Regions from separate parts of the Pan troglodytes genome. Here region 2 is linked to region 1. Evidence: chromatin contacts called from public capture Hi-C data. All regions are on one chromosome and are shown on one strand. The core of a region is the stretch at or near the end of the contact, and the rest is flanking DNA. Distances in the headings are between cores, read along the strand shown.

Region 1 (2,888 bases), core at 135-2,634:
GCACAGGGAAGGAAGGAGGCAGATGCCCTGGGGGAGGAGGGCATGGAGGTCGAGAAGACAAGGTAAGCGGAGGCACAGGAGAGACTAAGCAGGGGAGAGGCCAGAGTGTGGCTGGGTGCCAAGTGTCCAAGGTGAAGGCTATGCCTATGTCACTGCTTTTGCCCCTGGAGCCCAGCCAGCCTGGGCCCCAGGCACCTCTGGGTCTTAGCTAGTCTCTTCTCCCCATTCCTCCTTCTCTGATCCCAGGCCAGCCCAGCCCAGACTGGCCGCTGTGGAGACGGTAAGACTGGACGACCGTGGCCTGAGGAGGGGTGGGGGGAGGGAGGCGGAAGGACAGGACGGAGCCATGGCAGACACTGTGTGTTTAACACCAACAAGAAGGAGCAAGGGCAGAGGGAGAGAGGTGCTGGAGGAAATAGGGGCTGGTCCAGCACAGGGGAATCCCTGGGCCCAGGAAGATGGGGGACCCATGGTGGGAGAGAGGGAGAGGAGGCAGAGGTGGTGTGGACCAGGGGTGGGGGCTAGGGGCCCAACTTTCCCCCTTGAAAGCCTCAGGTCAAGCTCAATGAGGTGGATCAGCAAAGTTGCTGCTGCCCTCCTGGACTGAGAAGGGACTCGAAGAATCCCCACAATGACCCAGGCACCCAGGCTGTGATTATCCCCATTACACAGACAGAGACTGAGGCAGAAAAATGAAGGTTATTTGAGTCCAGAGCCTCCGAATCCTTAAGCAACAGTGGTTCACTAATGCCCACTGAGGCCCAGGAATTCTTTTAAGTCTGACCCTGGATGTGCCTGGGGTCTCCCCTTGACTGGATCCAAGCCTCCCGTGTTAACTTCTGCCCTACAACCTCCTGGTTCCAGGCCCACAGTGAGCAGCGCAGCCTTAGCGCCTCAGCTCCACGCTTCTCACCTGACCACTCTCATATTGCCCAGTAAATGCCTCTACACGCCCATCTGTCCTGTCCTCCTACCTGGCACCCCCTCCCCACAACCAACACACACATTGGGGGCTTAGATCCAGGGAGGTGGTCCTCTGTGCTCCTCTTTGTCTCTGTCCCCATGCCTTAAGGAACTTCTGAGACAGACCCTGGCTCCCAGCTGTCCCCTGCCATGGCTGGTTGTCAAGGCCTCCTCCAGCTCCCACTCAGGCTCCCCAAAGACCCCAAGCTCAACTCCACCTCCAGCCATGGCTCATGAGTGACCCCTTCCCTTTCCCTTCCATGAGCCCTCCCTGCCCTGTGGGGTCCATGGAATCCTTCTGGTGTGAGGCCTCCTTCCCTCCTGCTCAGACTCATGAACACTTGACCCAGGGTGCTCCCGGGACCTGCTTCGGCAGAGGCTTGCCTGGTGCCTGCACTTGGAGACTCAGCCCTTTCCTGGAGGGAAAGTGGGCTGTGCTGGAGATCAGCGGGCAGCAAGGACAGCAGGCTGTGGGGATGGCGTGTGTGCCCTCAGGGGCCAAGTCAGGGTGTCAGGGAGGGAGGACAGCTGCGGGGAGGCAACGGAGGGCAGCAGGCGCCGGAGCAAAGGCCGAGCAGCAGAGCAGGGGTCTCCTTCACTGCCTCCCTTCGTGAGCACCAGCTGCGCACCTGCTCTGTGTCCTGATCCCATGGGCTGGGCCGAGGCCCTCCTGAGCATAAGGAATAAAAACACTGGGCAGCCGCCACTACCATTCAGAGAGCCTTGAATCAGGGAGGATGCCCCCATGCAGTGGGTCTGTGATCAACATGACTCCCCTGCTCTCCCAGGCTGATGGCCAGACTCAAGAGCTGCCCCTGGCAGCCTTGGACCACCTCCTCCCCACCAGGACAAGTGGAAAGACTGAGGAGGATGGTTCCCTGTCCTGGTGTTCCAAGCTGGCTCTTTCTGGAAAATCTGTATGGTTCAGCCACTTTGCCATCAGTCAGGCTCGAGCACCAGGATGCAGGTGGCGTTTGCCTCCTGGGGCTGGGGTGGGGAGGCTTTAGGGCCCCGGGGAGGGGTCTACACAGGCCCACTTCCCATGAGGGAAACCTAAATTTACACTCACCTCCAGGGCATGAGAAGGCTGGGAGGCTGGTCCGGACCCTGGTAACCATTCCCCTCTCTTTGATGGACAGCGAGACTGAGGCTAGATGGAGACACCTAGCAAGCCAAAACAGAAAACCAAAACAGAAACACCTTCCTGTGCAGATATCCAGTGCATCTCCCAACAGCCTGCAAAAGTAGTGCTGCATGCCCTGTGGGGTGAGCCAGCCGGGGCTCAGAAGGGGCAGGCCACAGGCCAAGGACATGCAGCGAGCTGTGCCTGCCCAAACAGGGCCTCAGGGAAAGTCTGAGGGACCCGTGAGGGATCCAGAACAGTCTCGGAGGAGGCTCATTCCAGAACCACTCGTCCTGCTGAGAGCAGAAAGCCCACATCTGCCACCTCAATTCTGACCCATCAGTTCCAGGGGGATGCAGGTGCGCGAGCCGGGCAAGGGCCTGGGAATTCCACCCGGCATCTTGACCCAGACTCTAGCTCCAGACATAGAGGGCAGGAACGGATGCCTGCAGGACTTCAGAAATTATACAGGCTTCTGGTCTCATGATTTCTCCTGTTTTTGATTTTTAATGCACCTCCCGATGGCTCTTCCCAAGAGGGCACACATAGGCAGTGGCCCCTCTGGGTGCCTGATGATCCTCCCAGCCAGAGATGAGGCTCAGAGCAGAGACTCAGGAGCAGGGGATGCATTTCTGGCCCTAGAGGGAGTACACCGGGTGAGTAGTAGACACAGGTCAGGGAGGGCACTGTGGTGGGAAGGCCTGGCACACCCATGGGGCGTTTGTGTCCACAAGGACTCCTCTGCCTGAGTGATGTGCATGGTGGAGTTGCCAGATCCTGAGGGAAAAAAAGGAAGCCCCAA
Region 2 (2,888 bases), core at 142-2,641, 240 kb after region 1:
CATCATATTTAATAAGCTCATTTTGTCCTGCCTTAGGGAGTATAGGTCCAAAGCAGGACACTGGTACAAGATTGGGTTCTGAGGCCCAAGTAGGTATCTATCATGCTCATTTACTTGCTATGACTTCAGACAAATCCCATTCTCACAGTCTCAGTTTAATCTTCTGCAAAATAGGTCACACCACATCATGAGGCTTTGGGCCTCAATTGCTCATCTCTCTAAGTCAGAAGCAGATCCCAAGCTTTTATCTGAAGCTTTGGACAGTTATTTTTGGAGGGAGATGGCCATGAATGCAGGCACACATCCTGTTTACCACTTCCGGTCTATGGACTGGCAGAACACATTAATCTGGCCATACAGTTTTAGAGGATTCATTTCCCTTTCTCCTGAAGCCCATGCAAGAGCCCCAGGTGAGGCAATCCTGCTCTGGGTACAGTCTGAGATTTATCCTTGGATTGTGCCTGAGCAGCAGAGCGCTAACTTCCTGGCCCAAGTTGTTTTTCTTCTGCAGAGCTGTGTTGGGCGTTGCCTGTGGCCAGCATTGTGAGCACTGTGACAGGTGGCCTCATGAATCTTGCTATTGTCTCTAGGTCAGGACTATTCTTGAGGACATTATCCTCAGCATCACAGAGTGGCTCCTTTGTGGAAGAAGTACATAGGAGACACTTCTTTCGGATCTCAGTATTCAGAACAACTGTGCTTCTGCGAATAAGCGGACTACTTCGGATACTGTAACCCTTCTGAGAGCTGAGCTGCTGGGATACGCAGAGCCAGTTTTGGAGCCCCGTCTGGCAAGCAGGCAGGCCCGTGGACAGGATAGTCTAGGGTCAGTCTTACCCCAGGCTTGGTTTTTGCAACTTCCCTCCTCTTTATTTTCCATTTGCCCCAATTCCCTTAGCTTTTTGTTTTACATTTTTCTCTTGTGTGTGTCTTTATAAACACCTCTGTCTGCTGCAGAATGAGGTGTGATATAAATATGCAAGTTTGTGCTTAAATCCACCACACTTTCAAGGGAGTTGTGAGGATTCAGAAGGAATTGTTTGGCAAATGCAGTAAAAGCAGCCCCATCCAAGATGGAGCTAGGGCTGGGTGGGAGGCAGGGGTCTTTCCTCCAGACTGGATCATCTCGCCACAGACAGCAGCCCCCAAAACCCAAGCCCAAAGTGCTCATTGGCATCTGTTTGTTTATTTGTTTTTAATAAATGAAAGGTCACTAAACACACTTTGAAATTTTTGTCACCTCCCTTGAGATGTTGCTTAATTGACTTAAGTCAAACTGAAACTCTGGCTGAAACTCATTTTGTAGATGCACTGGCAGGGACTTGTTAGGGCAGCAGCATCCCACAGGCCCTAGGGAATGGGAGGGACCACACTTCTGGAAAGACTGGATGGGAAGGAGGGTGTAGGGATGTAGGAGGGGAGCTAGGGAGCCCTGAGAGGAGTAAGTAGGCCCCAGAACGATGGGGCCCCGAATCAGGCCACAAGCTTGGCCTAGGCGTGAGTGGACCAGGGACCACATGATTTCTCAGAGGGGCCTGCTCAGAAAATAAAGTCACATAGCTCCTGGAACCACTTGCACTTTTCAACAAGGGAAAAGAAATTTTACGCCTGGACCAAGTGGCCATGCCCTCTGCCCTGCCCTTTGGGCTTTTCAAACACCTCCCCTCCGCACTAGGCTGGCTTCTGAAGATGCAGTGCCACCTTTACTTTGGACTGCCTCACAGCTGAGGGGTCACCAGTCACAGCCATGGCCTTGGCTGGCTTCTTGCTATGTAATGCGAGCAGAGTAGGAGCATCACCCTCCCTTTCCAAAGAGGATCCTGAGTTTCAGGGAGGGCAGTGACCTGCCCCAGGTTACTCTCCCCAGTCCCGGCACAGGCCAGTCAAACCCAGGCCTGCAAGGCCTATGCCCTTTGTACAAAGGCAATATCCTGGCCCAGGGGAGGAGAGTCTGCCCGCCAGCCGTGCTAATATTCCCTCAGAGCTGGGCTGGGATTGAGGTCTGCCTCAGGGTTGGGCTCACGCTTCATGCTGTCTTCCTTGGCAGTGGAATCTGGTGTGTGAGGACAACTGGAAGGTGCCCCTCACCACCTCCCTGTTCTTCGTAGGCGTGCTCCTCGGCTCCTTCGTGTCCGGGCAGCTGTCAGACAGGTAAGCACATGGGAGGGGAGGAAGGTGGGATGGTGCCCCTTGTCAATCACTGCCTATCTTGGGGCTGGACTGAATTCAGGGTATTTCTACCCAGAGAAAGGGAGGACCCTCAGGCCACTGATTCAGTGATAGGAGGAGCCCCAATGTCTCCTATTCACCCTGCCCTCAGTCCCCTTCACCTGGACACACTTTTGTTCCATTCTCCCAGCCTCATGCTCCCAGGGCTTTGGCCAGTGGTGGGGAGGGGCCACTGACCCCACTGGAAAGTGGGGTCCTCATACCACAGACTCCTTGACAAAACATGACGCTGCCATCACCACTGCCCTCCCTGCTCCACCACCACCTCAGGGGTAGGGGTGGATGGCACAGGATCTGTCTGCAAACAGCCAGCAGCCAGACAGTGAGCCCCAACTGTGCACACACTGCTGCTGTGGCTTGGACCCTGGGCTAGGCACTGGGGCCACAGAGCTGACGCTGGCTCTGAGCCTCATAGAGCTTACAGGCCTGAGAAGGCAGCATCACAGCACCGGGAGACAGTATTCCACAGGCCCCTGTATGTGCTGGGTGACCAGTGCAGGAAGGTGGGGGTACTAAATGGCAGTGCGGGGGAAAGCCTCCCAGCCCAAGCCAACAGCCAGAGACATGAGTTTGGAAAATGGGGCGGGAAAGGCTGTTCTGCTCACACCTGTGCTCCATTCTATCCACTGGTCACTACCAGAATGTGAAGATAATACTTA

What was found. Capture Hi-C pulls out chosen DNA fragments and counts their contacts.
Region 2: a contact with region 1 is called in a capture Hi-C map of stem cell-derived neural stem cells, with 6 times the contacts expected there. The contact joins two enhancer-like sites. A contact is called at or near these places in 4 of 7 Hi-C or Micro-C datasets (blood, induced pluripotent stem cells and stem cell-derived neural progenitor cells) and 1 of 1 other capture datasets (stem cell-derived neural stem cells).

Annotation. Positions count from the first base shown.
Region 1 is chr4:129,830,282-129,833,169 of NHGRI_mPanTro3-v2.0_pri, forward strand. No RefSeq gene overlaps it. Among named protein-coding and RNA genes, the nearest start is that of CSF2, 6.1 kb to the right of the region's middle. Within about 2 kb of position 1,385, at least 1 of the 24 cell types and tissues checked has an H3K27ac peak or open chromatin away from gene starts, as enhancers often do. A contact at or near this core is called in stem cell-derived neural stem cells, where this site is marked.
Region 2 is chr4:130,073,685-130,076,572 of NHGRI_mPanTro3-v2.0_pri, forward strand. SLC22A4 (solute carrier family 22 member 4) reads left to right here. Exons shown (of 10, transcript XM_001163062.6): 2 at 2,048-2,151. Among named protein-coding and RNA genes, the nearest start is that of SLC22A4, 17 kb to the left of the region's middle. Within about 2 kb of position 1,392, at least 3 of the 24 cell types and tissues checked have an H3K27ac peak or open chromatin away from gene starts, as enhancers often do. A contact at or near this core is called in stem cell-derived neural stem cells, where this site is marked.